3 separate regions of the Mus musculus genome follow, and regions 1 and 3 are each linked to region 2. A link is a contact called in public Hi-C data. All regions are on one chromosome and are shown on one strand. The core of a region is the stretch at or near the end of the contact, and the rest is flanking DNA. Distances in the headings are between cores, read along the strand shown.

Region 1 (3,872 bases), core at 372-2,871, about 17 Mb before region 2:
CACTCAAAAACACTTGATCAGTTATTTTTTTTAAGCATAAGAAAATAATTTCAGCAGCTAATCAATATTTTCCTGATGATGTGAGAAGGGAAGGCAAGAAACGAGTAATAGTAATAAAAAAAATGATAAAAAGCTACCAAAAAACAAAGACTGCACACTCATGCGATCTTAATTATTAACAGATTAGCTATTAAAATGGTTAATAATTCTAAGGATTCTCTAACAATAATCTGTTGAAATAGACAATTTTCCAAGCCAATGCTGAGAACTCATTACCGTTTCTATGTCTTAATAACACAGGCTGGATGTAAACCCAGAATTTCAGGGCTTTAATCTAGAACTGTAAATTTCTTGAAACAGATTGAATCATTTCAGGATGGAAACAATACCTATCTCACCCAGTTCCTAGAATATTCGAATGCAGTTTTAAAGCTTTAAACTGTTGTAGAGAAAGTAACATGGAATAAATAACTGTAGATATGTATAACAGAAATTAAAAAATGGTAATCTGTGTCAGGAAAAAAGATCATAATTTTAATTTCTTAAGAAATCAAAGGGCAATTTTCTGGTGCACAATTTGTGGGCATCATTTTCTAAGACCCTTTCTTTTTCACGTTTTAACTGGCTTATGATATTAAGATTTCCTCCACCTAACACAGGAGAGGAGTCAAACGCGAAAATGAACCGGCTGAGTAGCGGGGGCGTGGCTTTCAAAACCGTGTCTTGGAAGCCTTTCCCTCACTACAGGATTACCGCGACACACAAACGCAACACGTGCCATGGGAAACATTTAAAAATTATATTCAACAAGTGCCCACGGTAAGCGGCTATGGGAATTAATGTAGATCATTAAAATGAGAGACCCGACACTTGAAATACTTTCTGGCGTGCAGGGCTATAAACCAAAACCCCTACAGCAGGAGGCTAAGTTGTGCTTTTAACCATCCTTGGTGTACGCCAAGCTGTCCAGGAGCATTCACAGGGGGCTTCCAACGGAATGAGGAAGTTCTGAGTTCCGACAAGCAAAATACACAGCCGGGAGCAAAGGTGGAGGCGAAGGGCTGAACAGCGTTTACAAGGCTTTGTATCTCTCCCGGCACGCGGGTGCGTGCAGCGGGGTCGCTCCGCCGTGGGCAGGGGGGGTGCCTTAGGGGGCCTTTCGGGGTACAGGAGGGCTCGGTCCTCAGCTGTTCAGCCCGCTCCGTGAGTCAGCAGCCTCACCAGGATGAAGGAACCACAGGTGCACAAGGAAGACGCCCCCACCCTCCTTTCCGAGAAACCGGGGACACTTCAAATTACAGCACTGAGCAGCAGGGGCTCGTCACAGTCCCCCGAGTCCCGGAGCAGATTGCCGGGGTCAAGGCTACCGAGCCAGGGGTTGCTAGGGACAGGGCTGGGGCAGGGGCGCCCGAGGCAGGGCGGAAACTGGGTTGGTGGGCACGTACCGGAGGTCAGAGCGTGGGTGATGGCGGTGCCCTGGCCCTCCGCGGCGCTCGGCAGGAGCAGCATGCTGGTTGGGGCTGGTCCCGCGGACGCCGCGGCTCACGGCCGGCAGGCAGGGCCCTCCGCGTCCGCACTACCTGTGGTCTGAGCCTCGCGCCTAGGCTTTACGCCCCGGAGCCGGCGCATGGAGACGACCAGTGAGCACTTCCGGGATGGGGCTCGCACGGCGCGGCCGCCAACCCCACCCCCACGGCCTCGCGCCAATGCGCGCGGCCGCCTACTTCCTCTGTGACTCTAAACCGACCGGAGACCAAGGAGCTCGAAGGAACAGTTCCTAGACGCATCAGTTCCTACGTGAAAAGGATTGTTTTGGTTTTTGTTTTGTTTTTTTGTTTGTTTTTTCACGTGAGAGCAAGACGGAGGAAATAATTTTGAAAAAGAACTTCACTCACTTTTGTCACCCAGGCCGGCCTCTAACTTGTGAATATCCTGTTTAAATCTCCCAAGTGCTGAGCTACCACCAATCTCTAGGTACCTCATAAAAGTGGAATCATATAACTATATATCATTGTATTGTTATATTAATAATGTTATATATTATAACATTGTCTCTATGTGAGCGGTGTATTCACTAGTATAATGGTCACAGAATTTATTTTTTTAAGGCCAAATAATACTATATTCCCATAACCACATTTTTGTTTACCCATCTTATGTATTTGGGTACTTGGGTTATTCTTCATTTGGCCTTTGCTAATGCAGCTATAAATAGGGCTGTACACGGATCTCTTTGAAATCCTATTTCCAACTTTTTGGCATTTGATATTTAGCAGTAGGATAACTAGTTTATATAGATTTTATTTTAGTTATTTTCAGTTTTTCGCAAGCACTGCAGTATTTTACACCAACAGTGTAAACAGCATCTATTTTTTTTTTCAACATCCGGTCAAACTTTCTTTTTAAACATAATAGTGATCCATGGGTCGGTCATGGTGGCGCACAGCCTTTGTCGCAGCAGATACCTCTAAGTTCTCAGACAGCCTGATCTGTTGCTAGATAGCCAGGACCACGCAGAGCCAGTCTTAAGAAGGAGAGAGAGAAAGAGAGAGGGGAAGGAGGAGGAGAAGGAGGAGGAGGAGGAGGAGGAGGAGGAGGAGGAGGAACCATCCTAAAGAGAATGACGTGCTTTTGATTTTAACATCCTTTCATGCGTCCGTTTATTGGCATTTGTGTATCTCCTCTAGAGAAATATGTCCAAATTCTTTACCTACTTTCCTTCCCTCTATCTTTTAATCTTCCCTCCTCCTTTCCTGTCATAACAACCAGATTCCTTTCTTGTTGTGGATCTTTGTATAACCTGGATACACACTCCCTAACAGAAATGCATTATCTTTATTCAATTTGTAGATCTAGCCACCAATTAACTGCGTCCAAACTGCCAGGCATTCTACAAGGCCTGCTCTGTAGCGCCTTTCCAGTCTTGCGAGGCAAACTATTTAGAGATGAAATAAACTACCCGCCTATGTGTATTATTTACTAGTGACTAAATCACGATTTTAGGTCATCAACTGAGCTAGGGCTAATCTTGGACGTTCCTATTCGGGTATCTAAAAAAGACTGGAGTTGTGAGGGAGCGGGGTGAACACGCGTTTCCTTCCACCAGACAACCCTTCCTCCCGTCAGCCGTGCGTGCAGTCCCCAGATGTCCAGGGAACCGGCGCCCGGGCGCGGAGCTACTTCCGGTGGGGAAGAGAAAGGGAAGACACCAGCGGAAGCGGGAAAGGTGCTGTGTAATCACCGAGACGCGGAGGCACTTGCGGCTTCTAAAATGCCGGATTACCTAGGTGCGGACCAGCGGAAAACCAAAGAGGAGGAGAAGGACGACAAGCCCATCCGAGGTGAGAGGACACGGGCCGGGAGCGGCCGGCGCTGGCACCGCAGAGGCGCAGGATTCCCGCCGCCTCGGTGCCCTGCCGGCCTTAGATCCGAGCGGTGACCGCTCTGGGCCGCAGCCCCGTCTGTCTGTCTGTCTGCCTCACGTCCGCCCCCTCGAATATTTTACCAGGCGCTGAGGTTCTGTATCTCCTGAAGTCTTGCAGGTCTTCAAAAAGTGGCCAGCCAGGTGGGCTGTGAATTCTACCTCCCGGCCCTGTTCCCTCCTTCCCAGTTGTAGCAGCTTGGCTACAGATTGTCACTGTGTAGCGACAATCCTGAAACACGATGGTACAAGAGAGATAGAAGAGATAAACTCTCATCTTGACCCCATGATTCCAGCCACGAAGTGAATTGCCATTTTACTCTTTTTTTTCTAGATATTTTTAACAAGACTCGAGTGTGTCTGTCATAATGTGTCTTGCTGTATATCAGCATCTTGAATTTAGAGATTTCGTGATAGCAAGTGCTGTTCCCTCCATGTGCTTATTGTCCTA
Region 2 (3,924 bases), core at 525-3,024:
CTTTCTAGGAATCTGTGTAACTAGCAAGGCAGGCTCATACCCAAACTTCCACCTCACTTGAGGTGCCCAACAATCCTGTAGAGGTCAGAAGCCAGCACAGGACTGATGACTGGTCGGGTTTAACCAGACTTACAAAGACACAGCCAGCAGCCACCACAGTTCAAAACTGCAGCCTCTTTTTACAAAAAAACTGGGGTCTACCCTCAGCCAGCTGGGAGGCTCTTGGAGGATAGGGGTGTCATGAGCTACTTCACCTGACTAATGATGTTCCTGGCGTGCAGGAGCTGAAGGTGACAGCCTTGGTGGAAGAGTCAATCAAACCCTCCACCCCTCTAGCAGCCCTTTGCCAAGCATAGCCCTAAGTCCAGCCTTCAGCTTCTACCCTACACCATTCCTCAGGCCTGAGCACGGGAGAGACAAGATTTGAGCCACATCCTGGAAATGGAGAGGAGGCCCAGCAGACTGACTCATTTCAACAACCAGAGGAAAAAAACATGAATTTGCAAGGGCCTCCCAAAAAGCTGCTGCTCTGGGGACAGCAGGTCATTTTCAGAGAACCATCCAGAGGAATTCACTAGTTCCTGTTTCCTCTCAGAGACTCAAGTCTGTAACAGTTGGCATTCAGAGGACAGGGTGTGTAGGCCTGGGCTCTAGCATACCAGGAAGCCCAGGGTATTAGGATGATTAAGCACAAGGGCCATTTACCAAGTGCTCCATTTATGCCAGGTACAGACAGCATTAGGACAGCTGACCAGCTCATTCAGCCAGCCAAGGCAGCCAGGGGAAGTGGAGGATCATTTCCCTATCTCCATTTCCCCAATGCGGAAACTGGGCTCAGGAAGGGCCAATCAACAGCCACCCCATGATCAAGCAGCAGCAGACTCAAAGCCCTTGGCTCTAAGGACTGAAGAGACCCAAGTCTTAGTTTGCCAGTCTACGGGGCTGTGGGGGTAGAGGTGGATGACACCACCACCAGTCCAGTCCAGTCCACTGAGCCTCCAAGGTGTGGCTCCTGGGCAGAAGGGGCGTGGCTCCCCTCTCCCCAGGCCAACTGACTGGGAGGTGAGGGGGCGGAAGGGCAAGAATTTCCCGACTCTGAAGGTAGCTCGCAGGGTAGGGACGGAAGCAGGCCCCGCCGGGCACAAGAGTACTCACATCGATGTTTCTTAGGATGACGCACTTGCCATTGGTGTAGAGGAAATGATCGCCCTTGGGGTCTCCACCGAGGATCTTAGAGACGCCCCGCTCCACCTGGGGGAGGCTGGCGAACACCTTCTCTGGGGAGATACAAACCCGGCACGGTGCATGAGGGGCAATCCCGGCCTCGCGGGACCCAGGGAGTTGCAGTCAGTCAGCGCTGGGGGTCCCGAGCCGGTCACCTGTTGCCGCCTGCGGGCACGACCGGCGGACTTCCCGGGCGGCGGCGGTCAGGCCCCGGGGTCCCTCCCGCAGCTCGGCCGGCCCAGTCCACAACGCCCACTCCGGGGTCCCCGGCCCGCACCCCCGCGGCCGTGCAAGACCCCGGCCGCGCCCTCCCGCCTGCACCCGACCCCAGAAGCCGGCGGCCGCGCGCGGAGGCCCACGCACTCACTGATCTCGTACGGCATCCTCGCCCACTTGTTACGGCGCTGCGCTCGAGTGGAACCTCGCAGTGGCCGAGCCCAGGGACAGCGCGGAAGGCGGCGCCGGGCGTGCCGGGCGCGGAGGGGGCGGTCCGAGACCCGGCTCCGAGACCCGTACGCGCCTGCCCCGCGCGCTACCGCTGCGGACAACCCAACCCGGAAGCGCGGCCCCGGCGCGGCTCGCCCCCAGCTTTGACCATATATAGTCAAGCGCTCGGCTCGGAGGCTGCAGCCCCACGAGCCTGCGCGGACACCGCCCCGCCCCGCTTGCGGGCCCGCCCCGGAAGTGACGTGACGCGACCCGTGAAAAGGCGGCGCGGAGGGTTGTAGGTGCGGGGCGGGAGGGTTTTTTTTCTTGGGCTGTCTGCCTTTGCACCGGGAGCCTTCTTGTGGAGCAGATCTTTCTCGAGCTTTCCAACGCCAGCTTGGCGCCCCGGCTTGCAAAAGACTTGAAGCCACTGGGCGTATGGGGTTTTGTTTGTTTGCCTTTCACTGGGTATGTTTAGGAACTTCCCCGTCTCACTCCCTCTCCCTCCTGCATGAAACTTCCTAGTAGCAAAGAAGCCAAGAATAAAGAACTGTAATTCTTAAGGATGGCAGGGGTTGTTTCCTAACACGCTCTGGGGAGGGCGTGAGGGTGGAATTCTTTTCATGGAGAGGGAAAGAAAGCAAAACCTGGAATTTTCTGAGTCTCGCAGGTTTTGATTAGGGCAAGATGAAGTCCTCTGGTTACTTGATTGAAAAGTTCTGAAGCCCTAGTTGGAAACCCGGAAAGTGGGCTTTCAAAGGAGAGCTCTTAGGAATTTGCAGCAAATGAAAAAGTCCATTTCTGCTTTGGAGCCAGGTTTGTTAATTACCCTGCGGACCAGTCCCACCCCACTCTCCTGGTTCACCTGGACACCCACCTGATTCTCCTCTAGCTTATCTTAATCTTAACTGCCATCTAGTTAGCAGTTAAATGAATTTATAGCCTATAGGAGTGCCCAGGTTTCGTAGAGAAGAGTTTAAGTGTACTCGGTAGGTCCTGTGTGGGAACCTCAGTATTTTTTGAAAAGTCTGTTTTCCTTAGTACCTAGTCTCTTGTGCTGATAGACTAGTATTTTTAAGGTTCTATGAATGTTACCCCCTGCCCTCTGTGACCTTTTGTTTGCCAGGATTGCTTGTCTAGGGATCCCACCTGTTATGTTTTATATAAAAAAAGAAAAGAAAAGAAAAAGAAGCCAGGGATATGTTTGGTGGAGGTGCAGTATGTTGTGGGGGAAAGGGGTGCCTCTGAGGGCCCATCCTGAACTGAGGCATCCCCTCCCCCTGAGGTACCAGCCACAGAACAGTATAATATGGAAATAGCTTATTTAGGACATGGGGAGGAGAGTTGAGGGGATAGTAGAGACAGAAAGACAGAGTAGAGGCCAGCCATGAACATTTGGAGTTGGTTTGGGGGGGGGGGGCGGGGATCCGGAAGAAAAGGGACAGAAGAGGAAGGGAGCAAGAGAAGAGAATGAGGAAGGGGCAAGTAGCCCCTTTTATAGTGAGTCAGGCATACCTGTTTGTTGCAGGGAACTGTGGGGTGGTGCCTAGAAGGAATGCCAGTACCACCTGGTTAATTTCTCTCAAAAGTGGTGACTTCCAGCTACTATCTCAATGATTCACCTGTCTGTCCCAGCCTTTACACTGCAACTTCCTGGGGTCCTTAGTTTGCTTTCCCCATTTGCATTGTTGATGTTGCCATAGAACCACCAAACTGCCCACCAGCAACACATGGCTCCTTAACTACAATTATGATTTCAGAACAGTCCCACTGTTAGTCTTCTAGCGACCTCACTGCACTGTGCAGATGAAAGACACTTTCCCTGGGTCTGGTCGAGCACTGTCCTAGGGATGTGCTAGGGATATTTTCAACAAGCAAGAGGTCTGTCCTAGGATTCTGGGACAGAAGATAGTGTAGACTGTGACTTTCTTATTTACTAGAATTGTTTTAGATAACAGCGATAACCTTTCTAAACCACACTAAAGTTCCCACTCAGCATGGTACAAAGACTGCTGGGGTAACACCAGCTCCAAGCTCTTTACAAGCTGATAGCTGTCCTATGTGCATCAAGCCTTGGTACTGACACTGAGAGTGATCCTACAAAACACTTTGGGGCCAAGCTCTCTGGCAGAATCCAGACTCTGTTGCACTTTAAAAAATCATGTACCATGCGTCAAGTTTTCCAGGTTTTAGTAGAGGGGGCACTCGGGTGTGTGAAATAGTTGAAGTTCCCATGCAAGGAACAGATTGGCTACACCTGCCAGCACTAATGTT
Region 3 (3,975 bases), core at 733-3,232, about 11 Mb before region 2:
GTTTCAGTGTGGGCACACTACTTTTGGTCCTGTGTGATCTGGTGAGAGTCTCTCGGTCACATTGAGAGAGGAATGTGGCTCTCCAGAGATAACCTATTGCAGATGGGAGTCAAAGTTCTGAGAGTCAACGAGGCAGCCACCAGGCATCAGAGGAGAACAACTTGACAGTGGTGTGCAGGCCGGAGTCAAGGAAGAGCTGAAAGCAATGCAGTCTCGAATAGTCTGCAAGCACCATCTCAGAACTGGAGCAGCCGAGGAGGTCTGTACCCACTGCATGGAAAACCGACAGTCCCCAGCCACGAGCTGGCTTCCCTGGACCAAGTAACTTTACCTTCATACACAGACTTCATCCACCGGCTTTAGCCTCGCATCACTCAGAAACATGAACACAGCAAGCCCTCCCTGGCCTCGCCTTCTCAGGTCCCAGGGCTTTCTCTTCATGACAAATTTCCAGAAACAAGTCTGACTGCGCTGTCCATCTTTTCTCTGTATTCGCAAGGACACTCAAACCTCCTCAAACTGCGCATTACTAATTCCATCTCACAGGAGCCACACTGTAACTATGCCCAGTGACCGTCAGGACTCGGGCCAAGTATACACAAATGCCTTTAATGCCTAGCACACGCACTCCACACAAACAACTTCTTGGACTCAATATCCGTTTAACACTCAACACCTCCAGCACCTCCACCTGTTGTATTTGTAGGACTCAGTATTCAAGGGCACTCTTCTACGGCACTCCGTGTACCAGGCCCGATGCCCAGACTGTACTGGGGTGCTCACCACCTGTGAGCTTCCTCAATCTGTATTACAAAACTTAAAGAATGGGTGCCCTGGCTCTAAACCTTTTAAAGAAGGCACTATTTCAGAATACAAGGGCTTACAAGGGGGATTTTTTTAAAGCACTCAGATTTCACACATAGTTGGGCAAACAGCGCAGCTCAATGTGTTCTTGGTTTTAAGTGACATTTAGTCCAAGGCCCTTATAAGAGCAAAAGTCCTAAAACGAAGAACAAGAAAGGGTAAAAGAAGAAATGTGGTGGTAGTAGTGGGGTGATCGGTACTAGAAAAAGTCAGCTACAATCACTGATCACACAACCGAAGACCCAACGGACTTTGGTTACTAGGATACAAGTATGAGTCTCTGGAAAGCCAAGCTCAGTGGCTCTTGGACAATTCCTTCCTTAGGACCCGTTTAGCTTACATTACCAGACACCGAAGGCGACACAACTGTAAGCATAGTTTAGAAAAGAAATGTTTGGGGCACTGTCCTGAAGATACCACGATCACAGCCACTGTCCTGTGGATGGATTCAGACCCACGATCACACGCACGAATCACGGTGACCGTGTAAGCAAGGGTACCTTCCATACCTACCGTACAATCCACCCTAAGGGAAAAATCAGGGGCCGGGAGGACAGGCCCCTTGGCAAGGGACACGCTCAGCAGGGCCCCGGCAAGATGCTCGGCCGGCCGCTGCGCTAGGTCGGTGCTCGCGAGGCCCTTCCCGCGGCCCTTCGCTGCCCGGCGTGCCCCGCGGCTCCGGCCTGGGGTCCTGCAGGGCGCGCGCGCGACGAGGCGGGGGCGTGCGGGGGGAATGGCCCGGCAGAGGGGCCCCGCGCGGGCGGTACCTGCGGGTCGATGTCGCCCACCGCGTAGTACTTGACCTCGCGGAATAGCTCCTCTGGAACTTCGGGCGCCGGCTCCGACATGATCGCGGCGGCGCGGCGGCGCCCGGCCCCGCGTCACCCGGCCCGCCGCGCCCAGCGTCGTAGCTCTGCCTACTGCCCGGCGGCACAGCCCGGCCCGCAGCCGCAGCTGCACTCGGACCCGCGCCCCCGCCCGTCCGAGGCCCGGAGCGCGGGAGCCGTGCGCGCCCTGAGGCACGTACCACCACACCAGCTCGGCAGGGGAGTATGTGGGACCCTCCCGCCTTGCGCGCCGCACAGCGCTCCTTACACCACCGCTTCGGGCATCAGTGCTGATGGTCTACAATAGTTCGTACGGCACATGGCAGCCTTGTCCCGGCCGAGTTTTCACGACCGAGAACCGAGGACACAGAGAGACTATTTCCCTCACATGGCCGCAGTGGACTAGCCAGGGGGCGGGTCCTGGGCGGGACTCCCGTCACCCCGTGCGGCCACCTGACAGCGCATGCGCCAAGGAGGCGGAGCCTCGGCACGGAAGGGGACCTGAACAATCCAGCGTTCGCTCTTCAGCTGTCGCCAGCGCTGCTGTTGGACAGCACGCGATCCGGCCCAGAGTCAGGCAGACCCTGGCTAATGGTTACTTTCCTTCGTCTGCCCCTTCCGCATCTACTGAGGTAGTTGGCGGGGAACTGATCTTCGATGAGGCAGGTTAAGAGCAAAGTAGGAGCCGGCGACATAGCTCAGCAGGCAGACATCTGCCGCCAATCTGAGTTCGATCCCTGGGACACACGTGATGGCAAGCAAGAACCGGCTCCAGCAAGTTGTTCTCTGGCCTCCACAAGCACACTGTTGCGCACACACGTACACACATTACACACACACTCTCTAAATAAATGTACATTTTTCTACGTGTATTGGAGTTTTCCCTGCATGTATGTATCTGCACCCTGTGAGTGTCTGGTGCCCACAACAGTCAGAAGGTGGCTTCAGGATCCCCTGGAACTGAAGTTACACGACACGTGGGTGTTGGGAACCAAATTTGGAGATGCTGCAAGAGAACCAAGTGTTCTGAACTGCTGAGCCGTCCAACCCTCGGTCAACATAGTTTTTAAAGGTAAACAGCAAAATCTATAAAAATTATCTTAGCAGATAATTATATTAAATATGGATGTGTAAAGTTACAGGAAACAATGACAAGCTGAAACTGCTGTGGGGCGCTCGCAGAATGACAAGTCCCGCAACTCGTGATACTGCTCTTTAATCAAGTTTTGTGTTTTCTGTGACCTTCATGCAGATAGAGTGTTGTTCTTTTTTTTTTTTAAGATGTATTTATTATTATAATATGTACGTACACTGTAGACACATCAGAAGAGGGCATCAGATCTCATTACTGATGGTTGTGAGCCACCTTGTACCTTGTGGTTTCTGGGATTTGAACTCGGCCTTTGGAAGAGCAGTCAGTGCTCTTAACCGCTGAGCCATCTCCCCAGCGCCCCCCCCTCCCCCCCGGGTGTTGATGTTCTTATAGTCTCAAACGAACTCAGAGCAGAGCCATTTTGTTTTACAGCGATCAGAAAATAAGCACCCTGTTTAAGTTGGATAAACTGAGTTCAGTTAGGTTAAAAACAAATGGCTTGGCAATTAGGATCATTTACTGCTCTAGCAAAGGACCCAGATTTGATTCCTGACATCCACACGGATGTTCACAGCCACCTATAACTTCAGTTCCAGGAGCTCCAATACCCTTCTGGTGTCTGAGACTATTACAAGCACTGGGTACTACAAGCACAGGCAAAAAGTGAATGTGAAACTAGAAAACACAGTAATGGGAGTACAGTCCCCTCTGCCATGAGAAACCAAAGGAGATGATTGAGATAGTATTTTCTTATGGCGCTTTGGAAGTCAGTAGAGTGTGTGTGCATGTGTGTTTCTATGTATGAATGATGTATGTGTATGAGAACTTCCAGCTGTCTGCACCTCCAGTTACAAGAGTTCTGAAGCCCTACACATACAAATTATGCAGGCAAACGAACTAAAAAATCTTTAATAAACTAAAAATACATTTGGATAAGTATACAGTGTTTTCATTTAGTTGTTCTGTTTAGGTGACTACACACCCAGTAAAGTTAGGTATTTTTTTAAAAAGATTTATTTATTTTATGTATATGATTACACCACCATTGCTTTCTTCAGACACACCAGAAGAGGGCATCAGACTCCCTTAGAAATAGTTGTGAGGCACCATGTGGTTGCTGGGAATTGAACTCAGGGCCTATGGAAGAGCAGTCGGTGCTCTTAACCACTGAGCCACCTCTCCAGCCCAAGT

What was found. A called contact is a pair of places that touch in the nucleus more often than the background predicts.
Region 1: a contact with region 2 is called in a Hi-C map of muscle stem cells, with 6 times the contacts expected there. The contact joins the promoter of Dnajc2 here to the promoter of Wdr1 in region 2. A contact is called at or near these places in 2 of 484 Hi-C or Micro-C datasets (CD4 T cells and muscle stem cells).
Region 3: a Hi-C map of muscle stem cells shows a contact between it and region 2, with 6 times the contacts expected there. The contact joins the promoter of Paxip1 here to the promoter of Wdr1 in region 2. A contact is called at or near these places in 2 of 484 Hi-C or Micro-C datasets (muscle stem cells and uterus).

Annotation. Positions count from the first base shown.
Region 1 is chr5:21,783,544-21,787,415 of GRCm38.p6, forward strand. Dnajc2 (DnaJ heat shock protein family (Hsp40) member C2) reads right to left here and starts at 1,622. Exons shown (of 17, transcript NM_009584.4): 1 at 1,446-1,622. The coding sequence starts at 1,509. Psmc2 (proteasome (prosome, macropain) 26S subunit, ATPase 2) reads left to right here and starts at 3,204. Exons shown (of 12, transcript NM_001368661.1): 1 at 3,204-3,341. The coding sequence starts at 3,272.
Region 2 is chr5:38,559,925-38,563,848 of GRCm38.p6, forward strand. Wdr1 (WD repeat domain 1) reads right to left here and starts at 1,775. Exons shown (of 15, transcript NM_011715.3): 1 at 1,592-1,775; 2 at 1,156-1,277. The coding sequence starts at 1,607.
Region 3 is chr5:27,789,568-27,793,542 of GRCm38.p6, forward strand. Paxip1 (PAX interacting (with transcription-activation domain) protein 1) reads right to left here and starts at 1,983. Exons shown (of 21, transcript NM_018878.3): 1 at 1,632-1,983. The coding sequence starts at 1,712.